Regions from separate parts of the Mus musculus genome. Here region 2 is linked to region 1. A link is a contact called in public Hi-C data. All regions are on one chromosome and are shown on one strand. Each heading gives the region's core, a stretch centred on a gene start, on an enhancer-like site or on the middle of the called end of the contact. The rest is flanking DNA. Distances are from core to core; before and after follow the strand shown. Region 1 has its middle 15 kb from the start of Gm31668. Region 2 overlaps Cdc42bpa (CDC42 binding protein kinase alpha).

What was found. A called contact is a pair of places that touch in the nucleus more often than the background predicts.
Region 2: a contact with region 1 is called in a Hi-C map of embryonic fibroblasts, with 4 times the contacts expected there. The contact joins two enhancer-like sites. A contact is called at or near these places in 4 of 39 promoter capture datasets (the 3T3-L1 cell line, 3T3-L1-derived adipocytes, liver and 1 more), 42 of 484 Hi-C or Micro-C datasets (the AML12 cell line, the C2C12 cell line, the G1E-ER4 cell line and 26 more), 13 of 115 datasets of contacts at active chromatin or transcription factors (astrocytes, cardiomyocytes, embryonic fibroblasts and 7 more) and 3 of 9 other capture datasets (adipose tissue, liver and pancreatic islet).

The regions. Positions count from the first base shown.
Region 1 is chr1:179,861,850-179,865,902 of GRCm38.p6, forward strand. No RefSeq gene overlaps it. Among named protein-coding and RNA genes, the nearest start is that of Gm31668, 15 kb to the right of the region's middle. Within about 2 kb of position 1,687, at least 83 of the 459 cell types and tissues checked have an H3K27ac peak or open chromatin away from gene starts, as enhancers often do. A contact at or near this core is called in the C2C12 cell line, adipose tissue, adipose-derived mesenchymal stem cells and 6 more, where this site is marked.
Region 2 is chr1:179,967,929-179,971,981 of GRCm38.p6, forward strand. All of the region lies in intron 1 of Cdc42bpa (CDC42 binding protein kinase alpha), which reads left to right. Among named protein-coding and RNA genes, the nearest start is that of Cdc42bpa, 9.2 kb to the left of the region's middle. Within about 2 kb of position 2,388, at least 66 of the 459 cell types and tissues checked have an H3K27ac peak or open chromatin away from gene starts, as enhancers often do. A contact at or near this core is called in the C2C12 cell line, adipose tissue, adipose-derived mesenchymal stem cells and 6 more, where this site is marked.

The DNA.
Region 1 (4,053 bases), core at 437-2,936:
GGAGCTGATGGAGGAAGAGGAAATGGGATTGTATTTGTGAAAGCATTGGGCTTCCAAGAGAGTGGGGGTTCAATGAATGGAGTCCTCCTGGCATAGAGAGGTTGAGAGATATTCTCCATGCTCCAAGTGGAGTCTGGGAAGCAAGTTGGGGACACGTGTCTTCCAGCTCTGTCCTTTGCTCTAGGCTGGCAGGAAGTGCTGGGAACTAACCTGAGAGTAAATATGGCAACGATTAGGGATACTTGGCCCAAGACACCTAATTTCTGAAATGAGAGTATGCTTTGAGATTGGAAATGTCCACACAGCTTTGCGGTAAAGGTCAGTGGTAGAGGCTTGCCTAGTAAGGCCATCTTTAGAGCCACTATAAAAACACATGTGTGTATATATGTATAAATTAAATGTCCATGCAATGGTCTGATTGATACCTCACAGTGAACAAGAAAATTCTGAAGTCCCTGGAGGCTTTTTCCCTTATTTTATGTGCATGAGTGTTTTGTCTGTATGTATGCATATGCATCATATATATGTCTCCTGCCTGGGGAGGACAGAAGAGGGAATCAGACCCCTGGAACTAGAGTTGTGAGCTGTCATGTGAGTGCTGGTAACTGAATCCCTGGTCCTCTGCAAGAGTAAGTGCTCTTAACTGCTGAGTCATCTCTCCAGGCCCTGGAGTTCTTAGAGTTAAATTATCATTATCATTACCACCACCACCACCACCACCACTAGCAGCAGCAGAAGCAGCAGCAGCAGGACCACCACCACCACCACCACCATCGTCGTCGTCATCATCATCATCATCATTGTGTTGAGATCAGAGGCCAGGTTTTGGAAGTTGGTTCTTACCTTCTACCATAGGATCAGGTCATCAGGCAATCAATCACCTTTACAAACAGCTATTTCGCCTTGAGTTTTAAAGTGAAGAACTTTCCTCATAGCTAGTTCTCAAAGTAGCTGTGGGTGACAAGATACATTTGCTTGGGCCGCATTCAGTGAGTGAGGCTGGATAAAAAGGTGGATTTGGTGGTTGGTGGTAGTTGATGACCCTCCCAGGAGCAGCCTGATCTGAACAGCTCCTTGCCTTGGGTCCAGGGGGAGCAGAGACGCTGGGGAAAACAGTGCCAGTCCTGTGGACACCATCTTTTAATAAGACACACATTTACAGACAGTGACTACTTGTGGCACTGTCTCCCATTCTCTTCTGTAGCCGGTACAGAACTCTCCCAGGCCCTCCTGTGACTCACAAAGGCTGGGAATTTCCTCCCAAGCCCTGAGAACCCTCTTCTGACATCTACCACACTAACCAAATTTCACCCTGTGGTATTTTGGAAAGAACGATGGAGAGTCAGGAGAATTAACAGGGCATAGAGCCTGGAGGCAGATAACAGCTCCAGTCTGGAGAGCTAAGGTCTCCCATCAGTGGCCCCCTCATAGGGAACCTGATGAAAGATGTTAACCAAGACTGAATTAAGGCCCAGTGTCCATACATTGTTCAGCTGTCAGACTGTTTGCCACTCTTCAGACAATGTGATGTTTGCAGTGGTGTGTGTGTGTGTGTGTGTGTGTGTGTGTGTGTGTGTGTGTGTGTGTGTGTCTGTCTGTCTGTCTGTCCGTTTTGTTTTTCCATGCCCAGCCTAGGCCACTGTCAGCACCGCAGGGTACAGCTGGTGTTGATGGGGCAGAAACGCTGAGTCACTGGCTGCTAAGTGACCCTCTTACATCATGCTATTGTCCTTTCTGTTAGGCCTTTGGGGACTCTGTTTTTGTTTTGTTTTGTTTTGTGTTTGCCTGGGGCCTGGCCCTGCTAGGAAATCAGAGTGTAGAAAACTCAGAGGCTGCCAGACTCCTGAGCCAATTGATCTAGCAGGACCGCAAGTCACTATGGGTCCTTTGAGAACACCCTGTACCCCATCAGTGGCCTGTAGCTCTCCATCTAGGGATGGGCTTTTTGATGTTTGTCCTATCTGAGTTGGCATGTTTACTGATGTCATTATAAAAGTCTTGGGTTTTTTTTTTTTTTGGAGCCAGAGTCTCATGTAGCCTAGGCTGACCTTGAACTGGATGTAGCTCAAAGAGTGATTCTGAACTAATCAACCTCCTACCCTCACTGCTCAGGTGCTGGTACTGCAAGTGTGCACCACTATGCCCTGCTGCCATTTCCATGTGCAGTATTTTATTTCTTCCTGTATATCAATATACCTTTATATAACTGGGTCCATATTATGCATTTTATTAAATGAAAATGTGCCCCAGCCCTGCCACTATCCTTTGCTAGGTTATTTGATTCCCTTCTGTCTTTTTTTTTTTTAAGATTTATTTATTTATTTATTTATTTATTTATTTATTGTATGTGAGTACACTGGAGCTGTACAGATGGTTGTAAGCCTTCATGTGGTTGTTGGGAGTTGAATTTTTTATGACCTCTGATCATTCCAGTATGACCTCTGATCATTCCAGTCGGTCCCGTTTGCTCAGTCCCTGCTCACTCCAGCCCAAAGATTTATTTATTATTATACATAAGTACACTGTAGCTGACTTCAGACACACCAGAAGAAGGTGTCCGATCTCATTACCAATGGTTGTTGTGAGCCACCATGTGGTTGCTGGGATTTGAACTCAGGATCTTTGGAAGAACAGTCAGTGCTCTTACCTGCTGAACCATCTCTCCAACCCCTTCCCTTCTGTCTTATCCAGGGTTTCTATTGTCAAAACACAGTGACCAAAAATCAACCCAAGAAGAAAGGGTTTATTGGGCTTACATGTCCATACCATAAGCCACCACAGAAGGACGCCAGGACAGCAAGTCAGACAGAGAAGGAACCTGGAGTCAGGAGCTGATGCTCCTCTTGACCACGGAGGACATACTGCTTACTGACTTGCTTCCCATGGCTTGCTCAGCCTGCTTTCTTATAGAACCCAGAGCCACCAGCACAGGGATGGCACCACCCACAACAGGCTGGACCCTCCCTGTTCATCACAAATAAGGAAAATGCTCTTCAGGCTTGCCTACAGGTCGATCATAGGAGGCATTTTCTCAATTGAGGTCTCCTGCCCTCAGATGACTAGACTTTGGTCAAGTTGACAAATATCTAACCAGTATACCTTCCTCTCACCTCTGCAATGTACCAGATACATGTTTCCCCTTCAGATGACCATCTCACATCAGCTCTTGGTGTTTTGGGACCATGGCAACTCTTCAGCTTTATCTGTGTGGACCAGAGGTTTCCAAACTTACATAAAGCTTGTCATGAGATCGGTGGGCCTCTTCCTGGTAGAAGATTGGGTTGGTGAGGCAAGATTCCAAGAAACATCACCATGTTGGTCATCATGGAGGACCGTGGTGCAGAGGAAAGGGTGAGCAGTTTGATCACCAGAAACCCTCCTCCAACATCGCTTCCTTCCCGTTCATTCTCTTGTATTTAACTTGACTCCCAAATTTTCCACTGAGTCAAAGCTCATTCTGATCCTTGTTCATATATACAAAAGGCAAGGCGTTTTCTTAGGGTTGGGCATATAACTCAATACTGCATGTGTAGCTATTTTTAAAGACCCCAGGTTCCATTCCCAGCACCCCAAATCAAATAAATACAATAAAATAATAGAAATAAAATCCTTAACGAGGGGCTGAGCTTCAAGGGTTTCAGAGGAGGCTGCCAGGATCCTTGAGAGTAGGAAGAAGCCAGGGGGATTTGTCCCTAACTCTCACTGCATCAGAGCGTCGGAGGGAGCCGGATCAAGAGGAAAAGCACACATACTCAGACTATTTGCTAAAGGAAATGACATGTTATCCTTTCCCCCACATCTGGTAATTCCTGAGACAGTCAAGTCCTGATGATGTTGCTGGCTCCTTGGACGCTTGTGTCTTCTTTCCCGAGGGAGGAGGGGAGAGCGAATCAGAGAGGAAGGAGTCTATTTTCGGTGGTCAGCCATGGGGATGCCTTGAGGGGAGGTCAAAGGGTCACCAGCAATACGGTCCTATTCTGGGACAGAGACACCAGCTTCCTTCCTGCCCAGTTCAGTCACGGTCTCGTAAAGTTGAATCTTTCACAGAGACCT
Region 2 (4,053 bases), core at 1,138-3,637, 110 kb after region 1:
TTTAGCTAAGCAATTGGTTTCTGTCCTCTCAATTTGTGGGAACTTTTATTACTATGTATAATGGTGTGTGCATTTCATGTGTCAGCATCTGTTTGTTTATATGTATTATAAAGAAACCAGATGATCACTCCTGTTTATTAAGGAGAAACCCATGCACAACCGGTGTTATTTTGGCAGTGTGTGGACAGCTAAAAATTTGTGATTACTGTAAAGTTTTGTTCTAAGTTTTAGCATGGTAGATAATAATACTGGAGAACAATCAACCTGATTGTTCAAAAACAAGTGAAGAGCTTTGGATTTAGACTGGGTCCTTTAATTATTGGCTAGGTGATCTAGGCAAGTTATTTAACCTCTTGAATCTGTGTTATATCAGCTGAAAAGGAGTGGACATTACTACAATATTTTACCAGAAGATGAAAGCAAGTTTAGAAGTTTTCAGTCCCATTCTGATTTTTTCATTTTTGATACAGGGTCTCATGTAGTCTGTGAACTTAATCTGACCTTAAATTTCTGATTCTTTTGCCCCTACTTCCTAAGTGCTAGGACTAGAGGTGTGCACTGTTATATCTGGTTTCTATGGTGATAGGAATTAAACTGAGGACCTTGTGTAGATGCTAGAAAAGTAATTTACCTACTCAGTTATATCCCAGTTTCCATTCTGATTTTTAAATTTCTATGTTATTTAGTCTGAAAATAAAGGAAGAACTAAAATACCAAATTGGGGATTAAGTTTAAGTTAAGTATATACTAATACTAATTAAAGGATAAAGTAAATTCACTATCAACAAGCATTTATATCTTCTTGATAATATCTAAAACTTTTAAATTTTATGTAATTGTTGGTGTATGAATGTTATGCATGTCTGTGTACCACGAACATGTCTGGTGCCCGTGGAGGCCAGAGGAGGGCATCAGGTCTTTCGAAATTATATTTTTTGAAAGTGTCTTTCTCAGCTATGCAAACAGTCTTAGGTATTCTTTTACGATGTTTTGCATTAAATGTTTTGTTCTTTCTAGCTAAGCTATTGGGGAGGGGAGTAAATATTAAACTGATACTGTCTTTTCCACCACCAGTAACAGATACTATGCAGTGACTAGTTACAGTTTATTTTTGTATATGTGGCTTCAATCTGAAAATTAGTGGTAGAGTTCTAAAGCTCAATTCAGAAGGTTACATTTTTTATTGATGTGGTGTTCATGTAGTACCTTTTATGGACTAAAATTAGGCAGCATCCACACATCCATGTGATATTTCAGTAAGTATGAAGAAAATGAACACTTTCCACAAGTATTTCCTAAACTGCATTTCAAGAGGCACACTGAATATTCCACAAATTATGGGTTAATTGGATATGTAGGGCTGGAAACTAGTATTTTGAATACATTCTTTTTTCCTTATCATAGAAAAAGTTTCACAAGCTCTGAACAGAAACCTTGTGCAAGGTTGGCCCAGGTCACTTTAACTGTGGACCCTTGAGAGGAACACTGGATTGAACTTGGGGCACTGTGGCCACATGAGGAAACCGTAGGCAGTGGCCAGAGTCTTTAAGCAGGTTATGTAAAAAGCATATTTAAAAAAAATATTGTCACAGTGTGCTCAGAGCACAAACATAGGTAAGGGTTTGGCACATTTGCATAATCTAGAAACCAGCGTAGCTGAGTTTAAGTTGGGGTAGAGTTCAGCATTGGACAGGAAGATCTCACCTGTGTTGGAGAGTTCATACATGCAGCATCTGGTTTGCAGAGGTGCTTCTCCTAGCCTAGTGGTTGTTTTTTTGTTTTTTGTTTGTTTTTTGTTTTGTTTTCCTTTTTTCAGTAAAGCATGGTCATTTTCCGTTCACTGGTACAGAGAAACTGTAAAGTAGAACAAAGCTAATTGGATTTTATGAGCACTTTATACAAATGGTAGAATTGTCCAGTTCTAGCAAGAATCTTGTCCTTAAGTGTCAGTGCTCACTAGGGGTGGCTAATACCCACGTAATCCATATATGGTGAAAAGCAGTGAGCACTACTTAGAAGTAAGTGTTCTGTGCTGAGATTTAAAAAATTCTTGCTTGACATGACTAAAGCCTCATTTTGAATTGCATCACTGACTCCCTGTGGTTTTTTTGTCTTGACCAAAAAAATTACCATAAAGAAACATTTAGAAGTATACTAAAATCTCAGGTGTTTGTGAACCTGACATAGTAATATGGTGCCTCTCATAAAGCTTTTCCATACTGTGTGCCCATACTTTCTTAGCATTTGTGGTTAGAGCCACACTATTCGCAAGATTAGCGTAATTTCTATTTCTGACTTTTTAAACTGCATGCCTTTGTAATGTGTCATCCTTAGTGACGATGCATGCTACACTAACAGTTCCCTCCAGGAAGCCCATTGCTGTGGTAGCTGCTTGAGATGTGACTGATGTTACCATCGTGTTCCTCTTGCTTTCATAACTGTGAGGTAGTATCAGTTAAGTACCTCCTGAGTTATCCTGCTTTTCCTCTGTTTTTGTGTATCTGGCTAAATTTATTTGTATTAAACTGGTAAATATGGTTTTAAACATTCCTGAGTATTACTGTTTTACTGTGTTTTCCTTTCAAATGGCAGGAAGCCTTTAACATATTACATGTCTCTAACTTGAAAATATGATGTCTTTATACATCCTGGAATTTAATAAAACACATTTCTGTCTGTCTGTCATGTCTGTCTGTCTGTGTCTCTTTGTCTCTGTCTCTCTAGCCTTGGCTGCCCTAGAACTCACTCTGTAGACCTGTCTAGCCTTGAATTCAGAGATCCACCTTTGAAAGGCGTGCGCCAACAGCGCATGGCTTATACATGATTTTGTTATATCATGATCATGTTAGTATCATGCTTAATATCTTTCATTGACTCTGGACAGCTTTTCATGATAGTTTTATTTAACTTCTGAGCATGATACATACTTTTTCTTTTCTTCCTTATTTTAAAGACAAGGTGTGCCTGTATAGCTCAGATTGGCCTTGGTTTGTGCTTCCTCTTCCTACTGAGTCCTAGAATTACAGGTATGTATAACTCCCTGGTCACAACTTTTATACAGTGCTCATCTACTACCTTATATATTTAACTTTAAAAATGTTTTAATTGAAATAACCATAATTGTACAAAACTGCAAGTATTGTACACTTTTTCTTACTGAAGTACAAGAATAATTTGTTTACTGATGTCCATTCCTTTACAATATGTTTGTATGTATATCTACATACTTTTATATGACCATATGCAACTGTTCAAATCCAGAAATTAACATTGATGAGATACTGTCATTTTATTTTCAGAAACTTTTGAGTTTATCAGTTGATGTAGTGGTCTTGTTAGAGCAACAGGATTCCGTCTGGAACCCTGGGTTATGTGGGAGTGGTGTATCTTGCAGTGTTGGTTAAGCCAGGTAACCTGGGTTATGTGGGAGTGGTGTATCTTGCAGTGTTGGTTAAGCCAGGTCTTTAGGTTTTCCTTGACTTTCACAACTTGGTCTCTTTTGAGGATTGCAGGCCTTTTGCAGTAACCTCCCCATTTGGATTTTCCTCACAGTTCAATTTAGACAAAATCTTGTTAGTATCTCAGAAGCAGTGCAGTCAGTGTTGTGCTTGCATCCTGTCAGGTGAGGCACAGGTCTCACACTGTTTATTACATGCTGTGCTGACACTCACCAGGCTTCTCCACTGTAGTTCCTGTTTGGGTGGGGTGCGCTGGAACATGCCGGTCCTCCTAACACCAAAGAGGCCGAGGCAGGATCATGAATGGAAGCTCTGCTGGGCTGTATAAGAGAATTTGAGCCTGGCCAGAGCAACACATCGAGGCACAGCAGCAGCAGCAGCAGCAGCAGCAACAGCAACAGCAGCAACAACAACAACATCAGACAAACGAACTGAAATCATGACAGAACAATTATTTCTTTCCCTTTATAATTATTGGAGAGGTATTTTATATTATGTGTCTATCCTTGCATTATTAAATTGTATTTATATCTAGAATAACTTATGTGGTTTTGTGTGTGTGTGTGTGTGTGTGTGTGTGTAGCTTAGTAGGTTA